5 separate regions of the Sus scrofa genome follow, and all the other regions are linked to region 1. The links are chromatin contacts, called in public Hi-C and HiChIP or PLAC-seq maps. All regions are on one chromosome and are shown on one strand. The core of a region is the stretch at or near the end of the contact, and the rest is flanking DNA. Distances in the headings are between cores, read along the strand shown.

The links. A called contact is a pair of places that touch in the nucleus more often than the background predicts. HiChIP or PLAC-seq counts read pairs in DNA pulled down with a chosen protein or histone mark.
Region 2: a contact with region 1 is called in an H3K27ac HiChIP or PLAC-seq map of alveolar macrophages. The contact joins the promoter of SERPINE1 here to the promoter of UFSP1 in region 1. A contact is called at or near these places in 1 of 5 promoter capture datasets (fetal skeletal muscle), 2 of 47 Hi-C or Micro-C datasets (embryonic fibroblasts and fetal liver) and 2 of 2 datasets of contacts at active chromatin or transcription factors (alveolar macrophages and skeletal muscle).
Region 3: a contact with region 1 is called in a Hi-C map of liver, with 3 times the contacts expected there. The contact joins the promoter of AP1S1 here to the promoter of UFSP1 in region 1. A contact is called at or near these places in 3 of 5 promoter capture datasets (fetal liver, liver and skeletal muscle), 12 of 47 Hi-C or Micro-C datasets (embryonic fibroblasts, fetal liver, heart right ventricle and 7 more) and 2 of 2 datasets of contacts at active chromatin or transcription factors (alveolar macrophages and skeletal muscle).
Region 4: an H3K27ac HiChIP or PLAC-seq map of alveolar macrophages shows a contact between it and region 1. The contact joins the promoter of FIS1 here to the promoter of UFSP1 in region 1. A contact is called at or near these places in 1 of 5 promoter capture datasets (fetal liver), 1 of 47 Hi-C or Micro-C datasets (embryonic fibroblasts) and 1 of 2 datasets of contacts at active chromatin or transcription factors (alveolar macrophages).
Region 5: an H3K27ac HiChIP or PLAC-seq map of alveolar macrophages shows a contact between it and region 1. The contact joins the promoter of IFT22 here to the promoter of UFSP1 in region 1. A contact is called at or near these places in 1 of 5 promoter capture datasets (liver), 2 of 47 Hi-C or Micro-C datasets (embryonic fibroblasts and subcutaneous adipose tissue) and 1 of 2 datasets of contacts at active chromatin or transcription factors (alveolar macrophages).

Annotation. Positions count from the first base shown.
Region 1 is chr3:8,730,984-8,733,683 of Sscrofa11.1, reverse strand. It overlaps UFSP1 (inactive Ufm1-specific protease 1), which reads left to right and starts at 1,395. Exons shown (of 1, transcript XM_003354480.4): 1 at 1,395-2,413. The coding sequence starts at 1,836. The coding sequence ends at 2,264. SRRT (serrate RNA effector molecule homolog) reads right to left here. Exons shown (of 21, transcript XM_003354479.3): 21 at 2,480-2,670. The coding sequence ends at 2,595. ACHE (acetylcholinesterase) reads left to right here. Exons shown (of 5, transcript XM_003354481.4): 4 at 1-15; 5 at 887-1,233. The coding sequence ends at 1,008.
Region 2 is chr3:8,862,327-8,865,026 of Sscrofa11.1, reverse strand. It overlaps SERPINE1 (serpin family E member 1), which reads right to left and starts at 1,289. Exons shown (of 10, transcript NM_213910.1): 1 at 1,168-1,289; 2 at 88-359. The coding sequence starts at 358. The region is part of intron 2 of LOC110259888 (a long non-coding RNA gene); the gene reads left to right.
Region 3 is chr3:8,879,704-8,882,403 of Sscrofa11.1, reverse strand. AP1S1 (AP-1 complex subunit sigma-1A) reads right to left here and starts at 1,411. Exons shown (of 5, transcript XM_021086258.1): 1 at 1,273-1,411. The coding sequence starts at 1,275. LOC110259888 (a long non-coding RNA gene) reads left to right here and starts at 640. Exons shown (of 4, transcript XR_002342304.1): 1 at 640-769.
Region 4 is chr3:8,940,654-8,943,353 of Sscrofa11.1, reverse strand. FIS1 (mitochondrial fission 1 protein) reads left to right here and starts at 1,252. Exons shown (of 5, transcript XM_021086263.1): 1 at 1,252-1,612; 2 at 2,464-2,596. The coding sequence starts at 1,568. It overlaps LOC102164200 (a long non-coding RNA gene), which reads right to left and starts at 1,370. Exons shown (of 3, transcript XR_300534.3): 1 at 1,220-1,370.
Region 5 is chr3:8,980,269-8,982,968 of Sscrofa11.1, reverse strand. It overlaps IFT22 (intraflagellar transport protein 22 homolog), which reads left to right and starts at 1,334. Exons shown (of 5, transcript XM_003124380.4): 1 at 1,334-1,522. The coding sequence starts at 1,484.

The DNA.
Region 1 (2,700 bases), core at 146-2,645:
TGCTCAGCGCCACAGGTACGCAGAAGCCCGCAGGCAGGGCTGGGCGGAGGAACGGGAAAGGGGCGCGGAGAGAGAGAGGGGTGCGGGAGCCGGCAGGGTATAACCCCTCTCTTCTCCCCCCAGCCTCGGAGGCCCCCTGCACCTGCTCAGGCCCCGCCCACGGGGAGGCTGCCCCGAGGCCCAGGCCCGGCCTCCCCCTATCCCTCCTCCTCCTCTTCCTCTCCCGGTTCCTGCGGCTGTGACCATGGCCTCTTCCCCCTCCGGCCTCAGGGGGCCCCTCCTCTAAAGAGTGGTCGGACCGTGGGGAAGGGCCCCACTCAGGGATCTCCGACCCAGCGCCCCCTCCCTCCTCAAACCGAGAAACTCAAACTGGACAGGGCTGGGGGGCTGGAGAGGACCGGTGACCCATCTCAGGGACCCACACGCCTTCGTTGTCTAAGTGGAAATGAAAAAGCCAATTTTCTTTTTTATATAAAATTATTCTTTGGAGCCTGAGCTTGGTGTTGGGGAGAGAGTGAGGCCCTGGGGCTAGATAGCACCACACAGTGGGGCTATAACCGCCAACCATTTCTGTCTCTTCTCTTTTCCCCACCAACCCACGGATCCTCCTCCTCTGACCCCTTCTGTGCCCGTCTTCCGGTCATTTTCTCCCCCTCCCTCCTCCTTCCCGCCATCCTTCTCCGGCCCCGCCTCTATCCTTGTCCTCTTTCTGGTCTTCCGTCTTCCCTCTTTCGCATATTCTCCTGATCCTCTTTCCACCATCCCACATGGCCTCCTACATTCTCCGTGTGTCCTCCCCGAACTGCCCCCCACCCACCCCCGCACGTCCATTCCCTTCCTTTCCATTGTCCTCCCCGCACCCACTTGCCGGGCGCCCTGGCCGCAGACACGCTGGACGAGGCGGAGCGCCAGTGGAAGGCCGAGTTCCACCGCTGGAGCTCCTACATGGTGCACTGGAAGAACCAGTTTGACCATTACAGCAAGCAGGATCGCTGCTCAGACCTGTGATCCAGGCGGGACCCCACGTCCCTCTGCCCTGCCCGCCTCGCCCAGCCCCCCCAGCTGTATATACTATTTATTTAAGGGCTGGGATATAACAGAGAGGATTCCTAGACCCTGCCCACCCACCTTTCCCCTGGGGCTCCCCGCCCTCTGCATGTCTCGGGCCGAGCCCCCTCCCCCACGGTGCCTTCGCCCCTCTGGGCTGCCAATAAACTGTTATCAGCCACAGAAGTGTGCGCGACTGGGGCTGGGATCTGGGAAGAAAGCCTCAACCACCGGGTGAATGGAAGCGTGGGTGCGAAAGCCGGTGGGACGGATTGATCGCTGGCGTGGGAGGGGGGGCCGGCGCCCGCCCCGCGAGGCGGAGCTCGCGCCTGCGCGGTGACGCCGGCGACGCGGCGGTGCATTGTGGGAGCCCCGCGGCTCGGCCTCGACGTTAAGGGGCGGCCTCTCTCTCCGCTGCTACGTGGGGCCCGCACGCCGAGTCTGCCCGCAGCTGGCTCGAGCCTCGGGGCCGAGAGGACGCGCTGGAGCCCGGAGTTCGCTTCGCGCCGCACGGAGACCGCACCTGCCCGGCCCAGCGACCACCGCGCCCACCCACCGCCCTGGAGCCGCTGAAGGATGTCCACTTGGGCCTGGACCCGCCCGCCCGCGGCCCCGCTCGCCTGGCTCTCCTCTCGGGCCATTACCTCTATTACCACTACGGCTGCGACGGCCTGGATGACCGGGGCTGGGGCTGCGGTTACCGCACTCTGCAGACTTTGTGCTCGTGGCCAGAGGGCCGGCCGACGGGGGTACCCGGGCTGGCTGCCGTGCAGGCGGCCCTGGAGGACATGGGAGACAAGCCACCCGGCTTCCGGGGCTCTCGGAGCTGGATCGGGTGTGTAGAGGCCAGCCTCTGCCTGGATCATTTCGGGGGGCCTCAGGGGCGCCTATGCCACGTGCCCCGTGGAGCAGGGCTTCAGGGGGAGCTGGAGAGGCTCTACTCTCACTTTGCAGGAGGCGGGGGGCCTGTAATGGTTGGCGGGGATGCAGATGCCCAGGCCAAGGCCTTGTTGGGAGTGTGCCTGGGGCCAGGCACAGAAGCCTATGTCCTGGTATTGGACCCTCACTGCTGGGGTGCTCCGAAAAACCCCAGTGAATTACAGGCTGCTGGGTGGGTGGGCTGGCAAGAGGTAAGCACAGCCTTTGACCCCAACTCCTTCTACAACCTGTGCTTGACCAGCTGTAACTCGGAAAAGCAGCGAAATGCCTTGGACTGAGGCTAAGATCCCAGAACCAAAACATCTCTAGTTCCATATACACTCACCTACCCCCAACTCAAAGGCAGAGGCTGCCTGACATCAGGCCCCCAGGAAGTCCCAGCAAAACCTGGGACCTTTGGTGTCAATAAAGTGGCAAGGCCCAGCTACCCATGGCCCCAGTCAATCTTTGGGAGAATGTGGGGAGGTGTATATTATACACTAAGTAAAGAGTGTGACCGTGGAAGTGCTTTTATCGGCAGTAAGGCTGAACGTACAAAAACTTCTCAGAGTTGGATGGGACAAAGCAGTCATATTTGTAGATGATACCAGGAGTGAGGAAAAGATGGCTCAAAAGAAATCCACGTCGTCTGGAGCATCCAGGTCACGGTATTCCACAATGGCCCGTGGGTCTCCACGGACCATCCTTTGAGATAAGAAAGAGGTAAGATAGGAT
Region 2 (2,700 bases), core at 40-2,539, 130 kb before region 1:
AAGCTGGGTCAGCCCTTCTGGTGGGTTACGCCCCTGTCCTGGGAAGACTGCTGGAGTGCCCGCCCCCCACTCTGCCCCATCGCTCACCCTCAATCTTGAACTGCATGGCCTCTTGGATCTGCTGCTGGGTGTCTCCCGCCGTGGTCAGCTGCAGCATGGCCAGGACGGAGGCCACCCCATAGGGTGAGAAAACCACGTTGCGGTCCTTGGAGGCCTGTACCACCTGCCGAAACACCTTCACTCCAAAGTCTGTGGCCAGGCGGGCTGCCAGAGACTGGTGATGGGAGGAGGCAGAGCCTTCGGCAAAGATAAGGGCCAGGCCCATCGCTAGGCAGGCAAAGACCAGCGACATCCGCATCCTAGAGCAAGAGGAAAAGGATCAGATGAGGGAACGGTTCTGGAAGAATGGTGAGTGGGGAGGACTGATGGCACCCCAGCCACGGGCCAGGCTCCCTGAATGTGCTGCTGGCAGGTGATAAGTGAATACAAGGTCCAGGTTCATTAACAAACCTTGATGGGATCAGATCCTAAGCCTTTTCTCCTCTGCCTCAGCTCCAGGGAGACTGTTTTTTTGTTTTGTTTTGTTTTGTTTTGTTTTGTTTTGGTTGCACAGGTGGCATGTGGAAGTTCCTGGGCCAGGGATCAAACCCATGCCATAGCAGTCACCCAAGCCACTGCAGTGACAACGCCAGATCCTTAACCTGCTGTGCCACAGGAGAACTCCCCCAGGGAGACTTACATGCCTTTTTCACGTGTGGGACTCTTGGAACCCACTGGCACCACCCTCCAGAAAATCTCCTTTCCAGGAGGCTGAAAGGCTGAATTCTAATAACATCTTGCATTCGCATGCTGCGTTTTAATTCCCTTCTAAGGCTTTCATGTTGTTTCATTCAAGTTGGCAGGCATGAAAAACCCCTTTCCTGAGGAGGGAAAGGGGTGGGTCTTGGTGGAGAGGGTCAGAGAGTGGAGGCCCTTGTTTCTGGGTGGTGGGATCGTTGGTGGGGCCACCTTCACCACCTCCCCTGTGATCACGCTACGACAGGGTCAACACAGGGCTGCAGGGGGAACCAGAAAGAGGAACATTGCAGGTCGCGGGCCAGATTCTGCAGAGGGGTGTTCTCCGCTGTAGCCCAAGGTCTGAGATGAAGGAGTGTGCTTTTCTCTTACCTGAAAGTCTCAAGGTGCCTTGTAACTGGCTGGCGACTCAATCCTCTTGCTGCCTCTTGCTGACGGCGATTCCTCTGCGGGCCAGGGGGTGTGGCTCCCTTGACAGCGTTCTTGACTCTGCAGCCAGAAGCAGTTGTGTTCCCCTGCAGGCTGCTGCCTCCCTTTATACCCGATGTGGGCCGGAAATAGATTAACTCATGGTTTGGCCCCACCTACTTTCTGGCTCTGGAAGTTGTCTGAACATCAGCCCAGGGGAGGGGGGGGGGCTTGTTGGGACTCACTGAGGCGTGTGTGTGTGTGTGTGTGTGTGTGTGTGTGTGTGTGTCTGCGCGCGTGTGTGTGCGTGCAGCCCTGCGTGTGTACGTGAGGGAGAGGGCTCCAGAACAATTGAGCAAACCCTGGTTGCTGTGGCCTAAGGGCCACCCTTGACTTTGCCACCCTTCGCTGCTGGATGTTATGCTAGCCTTGACCCCTGGCGGAGCCAGAGGACCAAAAACACCCAGTGTGCACCTTCCCAGGCTGGGCCCTGGGAAACAGTTTACACTTCCTCCTTTTCCTTTGGAGAAACAAGTCCCTGCAAAGTTATCAAAGAAGCTAAAAGAGCCTGCAAATTTTATCTGCCAGCCCCGTGCACTGGCTGAATTGGGAAGCATGTCCCACCCTCCTCTTGGCCGCATCCCAGCAGCCGGAGGGCACAGAGCGTGCCATGTGATTGTCTGGGCTTTGACTGTCTAGGACATGAGCCTGGCAGAGGGTTCCCTCCCATCTTTCCTGCCAAGTGCCTGCCACCGGTGGGTGATTCGCAGCTGACTCCCCCACGTGTCCAGACTTTGGTGGCGCCCCCAGGGCGCTCCTTTGTGTCAACGGCCCTGTCTGGCTGGGGTTTGAGGTGTGCTGGGTGGGGTGCTGGGTCACCAAAGTAAAGGAGTCAAGCCTGGGCAGGGAAGTAGGAGCCCAACGTGTAGGTTTGATTTCTCTAAGCTTCTCTAAGCTGCCTGCTGTGACTGGAGACAATTATGCCTTCGGCTTTTCCTCCAGACACAGCTGTTCGGAGGGCTGGAGCGGCGGGAGGCAGTGGGATCCAAGTAAGGGCATCAATTCCCAGTGGGTCTGCGGGGTGTGCTTTTGGGCTCTGGGGTTCGGGGCGGAGAAGAGGCCAAAGACTTGTAGACATGGTGGACTTTGGCCAGAGGGGAGTGTGTAGGTGCATTTAGGGATCTGGTGGGATCAGGTACTCTTGGCTGTGTGGCCTAATGTTCTGGACAGAGGAGGTCCTGGGGTGGGGGCGGGGGTGCCCTTGACCTGGGGGGGCCACATCATCATATACTTTGTGTAGGTGGTGGGATTCATGGAGAGTCTCCATGGAGACAGCCAGTAGCAGAGTCACAGGAAGTTTAAGTGGGTGGAAGCGTGGGGATGTTTGTTTTGGATTTTTTCAGTAAACAGATACCAAGGGCAACCACAGCTGGACGGCTTTCCCTCTTTCATTCTGCCTCTGCCTCTGCCTGTTTTCTCCGTTGCCCCTGGGAGCCA
Region 3 (2,700 bases), core at 162-2,661, 150 kb before region 1:
AAGCTACCTCAGTTCAACACCCCATCCCAGCCAGATACCCTAGCTGATGTCCCCAACACACTGCCCGCCAGTGCCAGGCCTATGCCCCAGGGTCTCCTTCATGTCAGCACATGATTCCACCCTCCTCTCTCCTCAGCCACCCAGGCATTTGGCCTCTGAGATTCCTCTTTTCTTCCTTTCAGGGTGCCACCTGCTACAACGCCCACACCTCCCCAGATACCAGGTGACCAATTTCCCTTCCAGTTCCTCAGTTTGGACACAGCCATTCAGAGTGGCTCCCCTAGGGAATGTTGTGGAACAAGTGCAAGAGGGTGGAGTGGGGAAGAGTGCAGAACCCTCGACCCCGTAAACCCCGCAAACCCCGCCGGCAGCTTCCCAGTTCCAGGGGTCTGGGTCACACCTGGAGTCATCTCCCTCACCCACTAGCTCTTGTCTCCGTGTACATTCCCAGGGCCGGAATCCTGGGGATGTGGAACAACACTAGCAGGCTAAAGATCAGAATTCAAGAGAACCGATTTTTTTTTTTTGCTGGCAGGGAAGGGGTAGCACTGCTAGCGTGGTGGGAGGGCCACGGAGGGGCTGAAGGGAGCCGTGCTCCGCTAAGATGGGGGGTGGGCCGGGCAGCAGGAAGACGGAAGGCCTGGGTTCCGGAAAGAGGATGAGGTGGGGGCGGAGAGGCCAGAGCACGCGAGCCGAGGAGCCAAAAGCTGGGTCCCCGAGAGCAAAACCTCGAGACCACTTGGCTTTCCCACCTCACTCCAGCCTCTAGGTGAGCAGGGCGGCAAACCGCGGCAGGACGTCCCCTCGTCACACCCGGAAACTATCCCCTCCCACACACACGGCCCTCCCCGCCGGCGGCCGCCGCTTCTCTGTGGGCTGCACGGGTACAGTCAGTCTGGGTGACCCGAGACCCCCCTCTGCCTTCCTCCTCCGACAGGCCCCGGTGCCGCTCTTCCTCAGGCGACTTCCCTGTGGCAGGGCTCGGGACCACTGGGTTCGCGACCCGCGCGTTCCCGCTCGCCCGGGCCAGTCCCGCCGCCCCCTAGTCACCCTCTCACCCCACAAATGTGCCCCCTCCCCGCCCCTTTGCCCTTAAGCCATTTCCAGCTGCTCTTCCTTTCGAGGCCGGCTGGCCCACCCGTCCGGATAAGTAAAGGCCTCTGAGGACCGGAGGGAAGGAAACGGCTCACACAGAGGGCGGCCCCCCAGGACCCCCGCAGGTGCAGCCCACGCCCCTCGGTTCCCCCTCCCCTCCCTCTTTGCACAGCCTACCATCCTGCAGCCTCCGGCCCTGCGCGTCCCTCTTCAGCCACCGTAGGCGCCAGCTCCACTCCCTTTCAGATCCCTTCGCCTCCTTCCCTCCCTCACGCTTGAAGCCCCGCCCCGTCCGCCCCGGCACGGAGAACCCATGCGATGCGTACTGCGCAGGCGCCAACGCTGCAGGGCGCGCAGGCGGGGCTGGGGGGCGGAGAAGCGGAAGCCATGGCAACCAGGTCCTCGACTTCAGCTTTGATTAGCTCTGTCGTCATGGTAACAAGGCTGTCTTGTGGGCTGGTTGGAGGACGGGGGAGGAGGACAATGAGGTCCTCGCGCTTTGGAACCTTGGGGGGAAAAGGCGGGAAAAGGGGTGAGAGATGGGTGAGATGACCGCTGGAGTTCATGAGGAAGTAGGGTGGTTTAATGGAAGGGGCGTGGGCGACTGAGAGGGAACAAGGTGGGAACTGTCTGTGGGGAAGGAAGAATGATGAGAAAGGCGAAGACAAAGGGTGGGGGGGGCAAGCTTGAGAAAAGTATGGAGCTCAAAATAGATATCTACTGAGAACCTGCTAGATGCAACACTCAAAGTAAGAGAGATTTGTAGGTAATGAGAGAGACCAGAAATAAAAGAAAAAGGAGGGGCTGATAGAAAACTGATGTAAGGAAGAGGGGGAGCATGAATTAAGGCAAAAGAGGAAGAAGTCGAGAAAATTTTAAAAGGTTAGCATAAATCAAAGCTAGGAAAGGGTCAGTTGTAACCCAGACACAAGTGTAAAGATGAGAATTGTCATACAAGCTTTTTGGCTGAGGATGTGCATGTTTGAGTGTGTATGCTTGTGTGTGTAAAGGAGTTTGCATATAAATAGGTAAGAAAATCTCAAACTTGCTGAAAAAATGGCATATTTCTAGATAATTCTTGGAAATTAATGGTGCTATTACTTATGAGCAGCACTTGAAGCAGTTGTTGGTAAGGTCCTACCTGTCTCCACTTTGTATTCTTTTTCCTTTACTCTTTGTTATGGAGGTAATATGCTTTAGTTGCCAGAGGGTGGGCCTAATTCACCTGGGATGCAATCTGGTCTCTGATTCTTATTTGATGTATAGTCTCAAGTGGGTCATTTGGGGGGGGGTACTGCTCTCACAGCATGCAGATGTGCCCAGGCCAGGTAATCCAACCCTCGCCACAGCAGAGATCCAAGCCACCAGATCCTTAACCCTCTAGGCCACCAGGGAACTCCTCAAGTGGATCATTTAACCCTCCTTTCCTCATTTTAAAAACGAAGATAGCATTACCTACCCTGCAAGTCTGATTTCAGGCTGTATATATCTGACACACTGTAAACACCTGATTTGGGTAGGGATTACGACTATTTGCTTTTTCCACCCTCTTCCTTCTACTATTTTTTCTTCCTTTCTTTTTCTTTTCCCTTTCTCCTCTGCCTG
Region 4 (2,700 bases), core at 3-2,502, 210 kb before region 1:
TAGGGGTTCGATCCCTGGCCTCGCTCAGTGGGTTAAGGATCCAGCATTGCCATGAGCTGTGGTGTAGGTCGCAGATGCGGCTCGGATCCCATGTTGCTGTGGCTCTGGCGTAGGCCAGCGGCTACAGCTCCGATTGGACCCCTAGCCTGGGAACCTCCATATGCCTCAGGTACGGCCCTAGAAAAGGCAAAAAGACATAATGCCCTTCTGCTTTCTTATATTCCCTGCCTTGCCAGTACTTGCCGTTTCCTGTTGTCACCCATCTACCTCATATTAGGTATGTCTTTTTATTCTCTCTGCCTACCCCAAGGCCCAGCCAAAATTAGGTGTTCAATACGTCTTTCAATGAATGCAAATTTTTCTCCTTGACTGTTCTGGAGCCAGTTCCCTAAACTAAGGTTTCTCTCAAAGTTTACTGAGCTCATGTCAAAGTCATTTCAACTGTCCAAGCCAAACAGAGAAGAATAATTTGCCTACATAACTCACAAGGCTATTATGAGGGGGAAATAAATTCAAGGGGCTTTGCGAACAGGAAAGGTGTTTGGATGATAATCCCCTGCATGTGCACTGCCTTCATTACTGTTGTTGGCTTTATTTCCTGTTTATTCAACAAAGATTTACTTGTTACCTTGTGCTAGGAGCCGGAGACGGCAGAGACAAACAAGATAGTCTCTGTCCATGGAACTTATATTCACATGTCTACTAGAGCACTGAGGGTCAAGGTAAAAAGAATTTGAAAATCACTACCTACCCAGTCCCCTCACTGCACAGAACACAGATGCCAGAGCAGCCAGCAGCATTTCCCCTTTTCATGCTTTGTTGCTTCTCACTGTCAAGGTCCTTATTGCCCATAACCCCACTTGGCCGGCCTTTCCTCCTTGGGTACACCCAGAGGATGCTCTATCAAATAATATTTAAAAGATTGGACCCTCTGTGCAAGCAACGACAACAGCTTTTCTTTAAATTCTCATTCATAGTATCCCCCCCCAACCCCCACCACAGTTTCTGGGTGTACGCTTAACAGATCCATTTTCTTTCCTCTTGCATTGTAAGAGGCAGCAGGGGCCCTGGAAACTCTGGTACTAGTTATAATTTTCTTACAGGTACTGAAAGGTCACGTATTCGCTAGCGTCCTAGGTACCTCAGAGGAGAGAGCTGAGGGGCGGAGGGTAGATTAGACTGGTCCCTAAAATTATGTGATCCATGCCTAGTTCCCCACCTTCTCTTTACGCTGTTATCAGTCCAGGGGTCAATTACCAAGACGTAGTCTCAGACTTTATTGAGGCAACCTCAGTATTCTGAGGCGCACGCAGAGTACCCTCGAAGACAGTCTTGAGGACGCAGCCGGCTCCCGCGAGACCTGTTGGAGCATGCGCATCAGTAACCCCACCCACCAGCCGGCTGAAAGGCGGGCTCGGAGTCGGCCACGTAAAGCGATTGGTTCTGCTCAGGGGGGGGGGGTCTGACTTCCGCCGGACGCCGGAAATGGCTCTCCGCCCCTGTCAGTGGGCCATGGAGACTGTGGCACAGTAGCGTCTGAGTAGTGAGGATTGCGAGGCCGACGGCCATGGAGGCCGTGCTGAACGAGTTGGTGTCTGTGGAGGATCTGCTGGTGAGGCCCGGCCCCGAGGGAGGGAACAGGAAGATTCGGAAGGGCGGGCCCTCAGGAGAGTGGGGTAGGGGCCAAACCCTCCTCCCAGCATCAGCTTTGCCCTGGGAAGCCGAACTACGGTTCCCGGCAGCCCCTGCAGCGTCCGGCTGCTGCCTAGAGGTTCCAGTTTGCCCCAGAGGCTAATGTGAGATGTAGTTTCCTGTGCTACCACGCCTCAGATTCAGGGCCTGGAGCCTGATGGGGGCTGGGTCCGTGCAGGATCTAGGAGGTCAGGGAGCACCTGTTTTTTGAGTGCTCTCGTGGCATGGTAACAGGGCGACCACCATAAAGTTTCATAAATTGCTCACTGAACCCGGCACGGTGCCTGGCAGGGGATATCTCAATCTTTGTAGCTCTAGTAGGAGGTAGGCACTATTTTTGTTCCTGTTTTGCAGATAAGAAGGGGTCCAAACCCGGCAGGGTGGGGATGGGAGAAGCAGTCTCCGACTAGAGAGTGCGTGGGCTGTTGTTGAGCAGTTCTGACAGCTTGTTTACTGTTCAGCCTCACGGGGTCAGCTGCTCCGGGAGCGGTGCCTGGAACTGCCACCAGGTGGCATCTCCACTCGGTGCCACTAGGGGGAGGGGAGCAGAGGGGGGACCATCCAAGGAGACAGACAGCCCACTGCTAAGAAGCAGAATGCCTGGGCCGAGGGATGGAGATGGCAGAACCAGGGATACTAGACCCCACAACCGACAAGGAAAATGTGGCAGAGGGAAAGATGGAGGGTAATGAGGAAAGGGACACGAAGGTCCTGATAGAGAGTGGCTTACCCCCTTCATTTCTAAATGACTCCTCTCCTCTCCTGTGGCAGAAATTTGAAAGGAAATTTCAGTCTGAGAAGGCAGCAGGCTCGGTGTCCAAGAGCACGCAGTTTGAATATGCCTGGTGTCTGGTGCGAAGCAAGTACAACGATGACATCCGTAAAGGCCTTGCTCTGCTGGAGGGTGAGGTGCTAAGCTGGCTCCCCAGCCCTCCCTTGCCATCACCCTCTACCACCACTGGCCTCTTTCACTCCCTCCATCTCAAGGACTGGGATCCTTTTAGAACA
Region 5 (2,700 bases), core at 85-2,584, 250 kb before region 1:
CCTGCCATCCCCTTATTCTTCCTGCACCCATGTCACCAGCCCTATGTGCCGTTTTCAGAATATGCCAAGTTTATTTCCGCCTCAGTATCTTTGCCCTGCTGTTCTGCTGGAATGCTCTTCCCCTAGATCTTAACATGGTTAATTTGAGCCCTCTCTTCACTTAGCTTTGGGTATGTGCGAGTGAGCACAGCTCAGCAACGCCAGGTCCTTAACCCACTGACTGAGGACAGGGATCGAAACTTTGTCCTTATGGATGCTAGTCAGATTCATTTCCGCTAAGCCATGCTGGGAACGCCTTAGCTTTCTCCTTTAATGTCACCTCTGCAGCAAGGTCTTGCCTTCACTACACCATCCAAAATTGGCTCCTTCACACTCCTCACCTCTTCAGTGATTTATTTTTATTCATAGCACTTACCAACGTCTAAAATTGTCTCTACCAGAGACTAAGTTGTTAACTTGTTTACTTAATATCCATCTACTCCACTGGAGTGAAAGCCTCAAGAGGTACAGGCACATCCTCAGTACCTAGAAGAGTGCCTGGTATACAGCAGGCATTCAAAAGATATTTATCAATTAACGACACCTTTAAGTTGGGGCAGACTCTTCCTTACAGTTCAGTTTGTACTGCAAAAAAGTTCTTTGCAATTCAAACAAAGATTTGGTATTGGATTTATTTACTTATTTTCGTTATGCTAGCATTCTGGGGGGTCTAGCATATTTTGTATTGGCACGCTTGGCACACAGATACAATTTCAAGGCCTCACCCAAAATTCTGTACCGGCCCTGTAATTTAAAGCTGCCCTAATGACTGAATTTAACAGCAATGCGTTCAGACACCTGCACTGACAGCGAACAAGGCCGAAGCATTACAATCCTTTTCGTTTCTCCCAGATTATCCAAAAGCCAGTGAGGGGTGAATCTCTATTTAGAGACTCGTTTTCCCCTGACCTTTTCTAGACTGGGCCAAGGATAGGATAACTCCGTTCCCAAGGTGGGCAGTATCATGCCAGAGTGATAAAAGCGTCAGAGGCTGGTTCCAACACCACCTCACCTGCTGTTTGGCCTGTTTGACCTCTTTTGGGGTTAGAGGGCGGAGTAAAGGAGATTGGGGATCCACATTCCGCCTCCTCCCTGCAAAGTGTGATGCCAGATTGGTGAGCTCTGCGGGCTCCACTGCTCAGAATCAAAAATGGATCCGGATTTTTTGTTTCCTTCCCACCCTCTTCCTTTGCCTTGCCGCCCACCTCCAATCCGAAGCTCACGTTGTGCATCAGGGAGCCAGCAGAGGATACCAGAGCCCTTGGTGCGCCTAGCTCCGCCCCCGTAGGAACCCGCCCACTCCCGTCGGCCCCCGCGGCCGCTCCCGTCTCCATGGGGACGAAAGCAGCCAACCAGCGCGGCGACTTCAGCTCCGCCCTGAGGACCACTCTGACTCGGGCAGCGCCCAGGTGGGCTCCAGGGGGCCTGCAGACGGTGGACGGCGATGCTGAAGGCCAAGATCCTCTTCGTGGGGCCCTGCGAGGTGAGGCCGGAGCCTGCGGGGCGGCAAGCCGGGCAGACCAGCGCGGGGTCGCCCCCAGCGGCCGTGTTTTGCGCCCAAAGCCCCACAGGAGCCGGGAGCCCAGTCCTACCGCGCCCACCCTGGTGTGAGCTGCTGGCTTCACCTTGAACTCGGGGCTCCCAGACCTTGACTCGGTTGTACTAAGGCCTGAAGGCCCAAGGTAGTGAGTGGCATTATGGAATCAGAACCTAGATCTCACGACTCTCCTTTGCGCCCATGACTATCCCTAATGAAATATGTCTGCCGGGTGAGAAAAAAACGGAGGAAAAACTTATCGATTACGTGGTCGTGGAACAGTTAGCTTTTAATGTGTGTGGCAGTCGGGGAGAGGGAGGAGTGGGATTAAATCTAGCTTTGTACTTCACACCGTACACAAGAATAAATGTGTAAAACAATTTTGTTAGTAGTAAACGAATAACTCTTCAACTTCAGCACGCATCAGAATTGCCTTGTGGTCTTGTTAATAGCACACTTTGCCCATCCTATCCCAGAGTTAATGATTCAGTGGGTCTGGGAGGGACCTGAGAATTTGCATTTTTTGCTGATGCTGGTTGTCCAGGAACCACCATAGTAGATGAACATGTGGAAAGATGTGTTTTTTTTGTTTGTTTGTTTGTTTTGTCTTTTTGCTGTTTCTTTGGGCTGCTCCCGAAGCACATGGAGGTTCCCAGGCTAGGGGTTGAATCGGAGCTGTAGCCAGTGGCCTACGCCAGAGCCACAGAAACGCGGATCCGAGCCGAGTCTGCAACCTACACTACAGCTCACGGCAACGCCGGATTGTTAACCCACTGAGCAAGGGCAGGGACCGAACCCGCAACCTCATGGTTCCTAGTCAGATTCGTTAACCACTGCACCACGACGGGAACTCCGAAAGATGTGTTTTGAATCTGGAGACAGGGAAGGTCTTCTTAAAAACAACACAAAAATGAAGAAGCCTTAAAAGAAATATTAAAGTTAAAGCCAGGGGAAAGTATTAGAAAAAGGCATGACAGAACGAGGATTCATAGGTAAAACAAACATACAGGAAAGTTTGAGAATGAGTAAATAAAAGAGAAGCAGCTCAATAGATAATCTAGCAAAGTCTGTGCACAAGAAATAGACTTGACCAGTAAGTATGAGAAGATGCTCAGCCTCACAAT